Regions from separate parts of the Sus scrofa genome. Here region 1 is linked to region 2. The links are chromatin contacts, called in public HiChIP or PLAC-seq maps. All regions are on one chromosome and are shown on one strand. Each heading gives the region's core, a stretch centred on a gene start, on an enhancer-like site or on the middle of the called end of the contact. The rest is flanking DNA. Distances are from core to core; before and after follow the strand shown. Region 1 holds the start of LOC110256637 (SMC5-SMC6 complex localization factor protein 2). Region 2 holds the start of SCD (stearoyl-CoA desaturase).

What was found. HiChIP or PLAC-seq counts read pairs in DNA pulled down with a chosen protein or histone mark.
Region 1: a contact with region 2 is called in an H3K27ac HiChIP or PLAC-seq map of alveolar macrophages. The contact joins the promoter of LOC110256637 here to the promoter of SCD in region 2. A contact is called at or near these places in 1 of 47 Hi-C or Micro-C datasets (embryonic fibroblasts) and 2 of 2 datasets of contacts at active chromatin or transcription factors (alveolar macrophages and skeletal muscle).

The regions. Positions count from the first base shown.
Region 1 is chr14:111,994,667-111,998,907 of Sscrofa11.1, forward strand. It overlaps LOC110256637 (SMC5-SMC6 complex localization factor protein 2), which reads left to right and starts at 2,116. Exons shown (of 20, transcript XM_021072667.1): 1 at 2,116-2,406. It also overlaps the pseudogene LOC110256638.
Region 2 is chr14:111,458,953-111,463,115 of Sscrofa11.1, forward strand. SCD (stearoyl-CoA desaturase) reads left to right here and starts at 2,856. Exons shown (of 6, transcript NM_213781.1): 1 at 2,856-3,058; 2 at 3,577-3,859. The coding sequence starts at 3,032.

The sequences.
Region 1 (4,241 bases), core at 866-3,365, 530 kb after region 2:
CCAACACTATTTGGGGGGTAGGGGAAGAGCCTTAGCAGCTCCCAGCAGTTTTGGTCCGTATGTTAAGCATATTTCGCCCTGCAATTCAAATCTGTATTATTTTCAAACACAGTTAAACAAAGAAGAGCCTTAATGCTTATTAAGGATTTAGATAACTACTTCCCTGTTAAGAAGAGATTTTTTTAAATTGTGTTTTCATTATGACTCCATCTCCATTTATTGATCAAGGGATTTCTTGCCTCACTTAACTTCATAATCTGTTGCTCAGATTAAGAAAATTTGAAAACTATTGTTTGGTAGCATGCGTACAGACTTTAAAGCAATACCTTGGAGGCTGGATGATTCAAATACTATAATCCAAGAAAAGCAACTAATTGATCATGCAGAACGTGTTTTTATGCATAACTCTTTTTTATGGACTGGACTTGCAATGAAACGAATCAGAGTAAATGTTTTGTAGATGTGCTGCTATAGAAACAGGAACTTGCTAGTGTAGTAACATCCGACAGAAAGCAATAATACAAAAGATTGGAAATACTACATGTAAAAAGCCCTTAATAAACAAATATAAAAGTCACTGTTCATTCAACACATATTCTATTATTTTCTTTTTTATGTAAGGAACAATGCTAGGTATAGAAACCTGTTATTAGGAGCAAAAAAATGTCCCTTATTTCAGTACTTCCTTTTTTTCATCCCCACAACCCAGGATATAGGTCTGTATGTATGCTTTGGGGGTGAATGAGAAACCTGTCCGTTCACTTTTACCTTCTTCCCTCCCACCACTTTGCCACCCTGTTAGCCACTTTGTTTCTCATTAATTCTTCCTCCTGAGGGCTAACAGGGAAGGAGAGGAGGTGAACTGCCAGTCATTCAAGCATGCTTAGCTACCAAAGCAGTTAAATCTCAGTACAATAAACTTTAAAGACGTGTCTAAATTCTTTTGTGTCATTTAAGATTGTGTTCCATCCAACTGATTGAACAGGCCTGACAATTAAGACTTGAACAACCTTGAGACTGATATTTTGGTTAATAGTTATTATAACACTATCTGACCTATCTGGAAGATTTTTGTAGTAAGTTCAAAGTGTGAGAGTGTGTCTAAAGAACAAAGGAAAAGGAATACTAATTTGCCCCATACTTATTACATGAGAGACCCTGGGCTGTGCAGTTTGCATTGCTTATCATTTTTATGGTTTACAATTACCCAGAAAAGCAGAATGCCCACTTTATAGACATGGAAACTGAGGCTCAGAGATACTTTGATCAGCCTCTCAGTTTGTAGGGAAAACTCTGGCTAAGAGCCTCCAAAGCACAAACCCTTTACAAAGGAGGATTGGAGATTGCTGGCAGTTTTCACCAATCACTTAACATGGGTGATTGAAAGATGGCCCTGTGTTCCTTTCAAAAATCTTCAAGAATTTGGCTCCAGAGACTTTACGGATAACTCATTTCAGCAACTGAAAACAAAATGCGTTTGTGGAATAAAAACAGTCTTTATTTCAATGAGGTGGGTTTTTATTTGTTTGTTTGTTTTCCTTCTTAAAAAAAAAAAGAGGAAAAGGAGCCACCCCAGCACTTAACAAGAACCTTCACACAATGAGCAAGTCTTCAGATTGGGCTGTGCAGACCACCAAGGAAATGGTGACGGCATAAGGGTACTTGGCCTAAGATGTTAGACGATGTAATGAACAGCTGGGGATTTCTGAGGCACAATTGTACGACACAGGAAGCCCAACTGTTGGCCATCCTGATCGAGGGCAGCTGCTGGGCTCCACTTTACGTCTGCAAACCTCGTCCCTCGCTCTCCTCAAGACGGGTGTCGCCAGCTGCCGCAGCGCCCTTGACAGCCCGCGCCTTCCCGCCCCCGCGCGCCCGCCAGGGCGGACACAGCCCGGACGCCGCGGCGCCCCCACCACTACCCCCATGCACGTGACGGGGGGCAGTTTTTCTTCTCCCCACCCCCTCCCTGAGGCCCCGCCTTCTCCTGAGAGGCTGAGGCTTTCTATTGCGCCACTACTGGACTGACCGCCGTGCCAGCCAATCAGAATATGACGCTTCAAGTAAAACCCGCCCCTTGTTGGTCCTCAGGTTCCTTCCCGCTCACACCGGAGTCACTTCCGAAGAGAGAGAACCGCCATGAAGAGAGAAGGGGGTGCCGCCCACCTCTGCTCCGACAGCCTCCCCGAGACCCAGCAGCAAGACGGCAACCACGCACCCAGCTGCTCCAGCCACAGCTCATGCCGCCGTCGCCAGCGGCGCCGACATGACAAGGCGCTGCATGCCCGCTAGGCCAGGTTTCCCCTCATCCCCAGCCCCAGGGTCGTCGCCCCCGCGCTGCCATCTGAGACCCGGTAGTACCGTCCCTGCTGCAGCGGGAAAGAGAACAGAGAGTCCTGGGGACAGGTACCGTGCAGAGGGCTTGAGAAGGGGCCGGGTCGCGGGGGCAAGGGTATGAGGGAGGACTGCGGACGGCCACTCTTCCAGTTCCCGCCATCCTCCGCGAGCTCAGGCCTCCGCGTCCGGGGCCTGGCAACCCCCTCGCCCCGCCTCCGCGCGGTGGCTGCTGGGAGTTCGAGTCTCCTTTTCTGTAGTTGGGACGCTGTTCTCGGTCTAGTGACCACAGCCTGGCTGGCGATGGACAACCCGCCTTAGGTAGAACGTGATTTTTGCCCTTTACTTTAGCTGGACCCGGGGCCCTGACTGCTAAATGCATATTTAAGTGGTTTTCTGTACGTTGTCCGTTCTAATGCTTCTAGTGGTTGAATCGTTTAAGCCTTTTCTACGTTGTGGGTAAACTTATGTAAGATGTGATGAGGGAAACCCTTCCACGAATTGCTTTATAGTCTAGTATACACGATAAGTTTTAATTAAAAGAACATGCAGATTTGGAATGTGATATATTTTCTTCTTCAGGAACTTTACGCCTTTCCAAGAGGCCAGGTTTTTTTGTAAAGATTTTGTGGGAGCTATGTAATGAGATGGAGAGTTTCATCAAATGACATCCTCTGACAATAAAACGTGTTTAAATTCTCTACGCACTTGGTACTGTCTTTTTTATTTTAAGTTTAAAAGCTTGTAGCGTAAGTTTAACAACAAATATATCTTATAATAATTGTGGTATAGGTCCACAACCCCTTATCTTAATTCCAAAAGCCAGAAAACCGTGAAAACCGAAAGTTTTCGATAAGTTTGGCGCCACATCTAACTTGGCAGCCAAACCTGACCAGAACTAATGGAAAGCTAGAGATGGTCTTTTTCCTATTAAGTGTGAGTATTCTTAAGTCTTGCTGGGGAATATTAATGTGTGTGCTTACAGGGTACAGTCTCAGACCCCCCTGGGGGCTTTACATAATACTATCCACCACCTTTCTAAAATCCAGTAAATTCAAAATTTTTAAACACATTTGGTCCCTAGAGTTTCAGATAAGGGTTTGTGTGCTGTTAACAAGTACTTTTTAAACTAGTTATAAGTAAGTAATGGATCTTTCTGTGCCTATGAATTTAAGGGATTGTTCTGTCTTGAAAGATACATTCATGGTTACTTTACAGATTTCTTGTATGTTTTACCCAAAGCCAGTTTTCTCTCAGGTGTATTACTTGAAAAGAAGAGGTACAGTGTTCCTTTTGGTAGTTAATGTAAAAACATTTAGTATTACCTTGTTTCGAGTTAATTAACTGTTTTTTAATCCTTTCTCATCTCTTTTCTTAACCAATAGCTGAAGGCATCATCCTTCTCACCTTTGCAGAACCTCTAGTATTTCTTCTTTTACTCTCTGGTAGAGTTAAATTTGTCTGATAGAATTCATTTTATGAAAACAAATGCATAGATTCTTCCTTAGATGGTCACTCATTCATTTCATGGCTACTTAGATTTTCTGCCTACATCTCAAACATTGTGGACTCTCGGTAAACCATTAAAGATGGGCATTGCTGTACTAATGTGGTCAGTAAAGTGTACAAGATGCAGAAGCTTAACCTTCAAGGGACTTGGATTGTTCAAGTTTTCTCTGAGCATTCCAACCTCATAGTGTTTAAATGTTTAGAGAAACCCATCTACCACTTATTTTATTTCAGTAAAATGAATACACTGTAGCAAAACTTGCCAGAAAGGTATTTTGCTCTACATACAATATCCCTCTTTATGCAGTTGACAGCTTCTTAAATACATAAACAAATCACGATACAAATTTGGGTAATATGGTACTGTTTCACTGTGTCTATTGTAGGGTGCAGCAGTC
Region 2 (4,163 bases), core at 1,606-4,105:
CGATATGACCCCTAGCCTAAGAGCTTCCACATGCCAGGGGTGCGGCCCTAATAAAAAAAAAAAAATAGTTCCTTTTGGTATCAGAGGATATTAACTTTCATGAAGTCTAAATTATCCATTCCCCCCGCCATGGTCAATACTTTTTGAGTCCTGTCCAAACAACCTTTTCTCACCTCAAGGTCACAAAGATATTTTCCTCTGTTTTATATAGAAACTTTACAGTTGTGGGTTTTACATTTAGCTCTCTGATGCCTCTCAAATTAATTTTGTATGTGAAGTGAGGGTGAAGTTCATTTATTCTATGTGGATATCCAGTTGTGCCAGCAATATTTGTTACAGGCACTTGCTCCTCCACATTGTATTGACCTGGGAACTTCGTAAAAAGTAAGCTGACCGTATAGGTGTTGGAGGATTTCTAAAATTTGTAATTTGTTTCACTGATCTATTTGTCTCTACCTTTTCTAACTCCACACTCTCTTAACTACTCTAGACTTAGAGTAATTCCTAATTAAAATAGTTTAATTCCTCCAAATTTGTTCTTCTTTTCCAAAATTGTTTTTTGGCTATTCTAGACCCTTTGAATTTCCACTTAAATTTTAGAATCTGCTTGTCTATTTCCTCAAAGAAATCTGTTGGATTTCTATAGTGATTAAATTAATCTATAGATCAACACTGAGTCTGTCCATTTATGAACACAGAATATAACAAATTCTTTTTTTCTCTCTATTTAAGAGTTTTAAAGTTTTTCTCAGCATTGTTTTGATACTTTCAGTGTAGCTATCCTATAAACATTTAGATTTATTCTTTGTGACATTTTTGATGTTCTTTTAATTTTTGTTTTTTTAGGGCCGCACCTGTGGCACATGAAGTTCCTGGGCCAGGGGTCGAATCAGAGCCAAAGCTACCAGCCTATACCACCACCATAGCAACGCCAGGTCTGGACCGCATCTGTGATGTACGCCGGAGCTCGTGACAATGCCAGATCCTTAACCCACTGAGCAAGGCCAGCATGTAACCCACAACCTCGTGGACACTAGTCAAGTTCTTAACCCGCTGAGCCACAAGGAGAACTCCATTTTTGATGCTATTTTAAACAGTATATTTTAAATTTCATTCTGCAATTGTTTTTTAATAGAATATAGGACAGAATAATTTTTTTATACTGGTTTCTATCTTGACCTTTCTAAATTCACTTACCAATTTTGGCACTTTTTTGGTGGTAGATTCTGTACATTTTTCATACACACAGTTATGTCTTCTGCAAATAATAACAGTTTCTTTCTTCTTTTCCTATCTTTATATCTTTCATTTCTTTTTTCCTGTCCATCATGCAACCTAGGATTTCTAGCACAATGTTGACTAGAAATGGTAGACGATTATATGCTTGCCTGTTCTCTTAAGGGGAAATTTTTTTTTTTTTTTTTTTTTTGGTCTTTTTAAGCCTGCACCCATGGCTAGGAACTGTAGCTGCTGGCCTATGCCACAGCCACAGCAACACTGGATCCGAACTGTATCTGTGACCTACACCACAGCTCATGGCTATGCCAGATCCTTAACCCAATGAGCGAGGCCAGGGATCGAACCCTCGACCTCATGGTTCCTAGTCGGATTCGTCTCCGCTGCGCCACAACGGGAACTCCCACGACTAATGATTAAGTAAAATGATTCTTGTGGACTGACTTGCCTAATAATTCTATAGCTGATAGCTATTTTTGTCCCACTTACAAGTCCTTTTGCCTGCTTCTGGATGAAGGCACACGCTGCGCTTCCTCCCTTTTCTCATGAAAGCCATTCCAAAATTACAACTCGACAATCTGAAGAATTTCCAAAACATCCCGCACACGTTCGCGGGTGGGGGGGGGCGTGGGCACAAGGACGGGATCGCTCACTGGCGCCTGGAGGCGAACGTCCCCTGCTGGGCTTGCCTAGTAGCTGAACGCCGTGCGCGCGTGCAGGTCCACACATCTATCTATGCATCTACGTGTGTGTACACCGCTGCCGGCCTGGAGACCGGCGAGTTCAGCAGTACGCATCTATCGCCCCGCCGCCAGTGGGCGGCGCAGAGCCATTGTTCCGCCGCCGGCCGACCCTCAGCCCCTGCGGCACGCGCGTTCGTCACGGAGGGAGGTGGGGCTTCGCCGGGCCCCCGGCCCCCAACCCGGGGTTTGAAGGCACGTCTCCCCCTCCCACGCGTCTCCGCGAGCTAGAAGGCGGGAGTGGAGTTGTGCGTAGCGGTCGCCCGCGCGGCTTCACCCACACTTTCCCCGGAAACTTCCCTAGTGCCCATCCTTTCGCGAAGTGCCCCAGGGCCAGTCCTGGGCTAGCACCCACCTCCCACCCCCCTACTGAGTCCTCTTCCTCTTCCAGGGAAGACGCTCTCGAGCGCCTCCGAGGAGGCAGGACGCCGGGCAGAAGCCCAGCGGCCGGTGGAAGAGAAGCTGAGGAGGAGAAAGGGAGGGGAGGGGGAGTGAGGAGCTCGCGGCAGAGGGAACAGCAGATTGCGCCGAGCCAATGGCAACGGCAGGACGAGGTGGCACCAAATTCCCTTCGGCCAATGACGCGCCAGAGTCTACAGAAGCCCATTAGCATTTCCCCAGGGGCAGGGGCAGAGGCAGGGGCTGCGGAGACCGAGCCGCGGAGTGTCTGCAGCATCCAGTTTTTGCGTCTCCGGCCCCCAGTAAGCCCCGGCTCTCTGTCTCCTCCCCTCTCCCGCCCATGCGGTTCTCCCACGGTGAGCCAACTCTGCGCACTTTGCCCCTTCTTGGCAGCGAATAAAAGGGGTCAGAGGAAATACAGGACACGGTCGCCCACTGCCAGCTCTAGCCTTTAAATACCCAGCCTGGGGAGACCCGCGCACAGCAGGTCGGGTGCAGACACCGACCCAACGTGCAGCAAAGGGTTCCGAGCGCAGCATCGCTGATCTCCGCGCAAGAGCCGGCTCCAGCACTAGTCTACGCTCAGTGCGGTCTGCCACGAACTCCTCCCTGAAGTCTCATCCCTGGGAAAGTGATCCCAACGTCCGAGAGCCCAGATGCCGGCCCACTTGCTGCAAGAGGAGGTGAGTTTCCAAGTAATGGCCCCCAGACCGCGGGCTCGCCGGTGCTGGTTGGGCTTCTAGGTGACTCGGTGTAGAAGAGAGTTGAGATCGCCGAGGACAGCCACCTTTTTCGAGTTGTATAGTCTTCAGTTTGTTGGGAATGTGGATTGTAATTTGGGAACTTAGTTCTCCAACTTTTGTTTCCTAAAGCTTCAAAGAAAAATCTGGTGGTACCTGTACCCTGATGTGTGTAGGCATGCGGGCTTTCCTTTGTGTGTTTGAAGGGGTGCGAGTGTTTTACCCCTCTATTTCCCCTTCCCCTGAGGTTTCACCCTCCTCCCCAATTTCTCCGCACAGTTCCTGGGGACTTGCGTCTCTTCCATCTAGGATAGACCTTGCCCTCAGGTAACCTGGGTATTGGGGCCAGGTCTGTGCCTATACCCCGCCCTTCCCCCAGCTAGACCAGGGAGTGAAGTGGCCCCTAGTGTCTCCACGTGTCCTCCCCTCTCTCCCAGCTCTGCACTTCCACTCTCTTTCAGATCTCTAGCTCCTACACAACCACCACTACCATCACAGCACCTTCCTCCAGGGTCCTGCAGAATGGAGGGGGCAAGTTGGAGAAGACTCCCCAATACGTGGAAGAAGACATCCGCCCTGAAATGAAAGATGACATCTATGACCCAACCTACCAGGATAAGGAGGGCCCAAGGCCCAAGCTTGAATATGTTTGGAGAAACATCATCCTCATGAGTCTGCTACACTTGGGAGCCCTGTATGGGATCATATTGATCCCCACCTGCAAGATATACACCTTGCTCTGGGGTAAGAGGTCCCCTTGTCCTCCTGTCTCAGTATCCCAGGTTCTCTCCACTCTTTTAATACAGTAGCAACTTACACAGAGTAGAAACACCAGCCCCTCCAGGCCGAGGTTTTTCCAACCATTTCTCTTAGGTGTTGTGGTGGGCTGGGAAGGGAGTCTAGGGGTTTGGGATGCAGGAGTGTCGATTCTGGGGCCTTTAATTTGGGGGGGGGGTTGGAGAGGGAGCCCTGGGACCATGGGCCACAGGCTTTGAAGTGAGTAGATCTGTGCCAGGGAGTCAGCTTTTCTGTTTCAAGTCATTTTCTT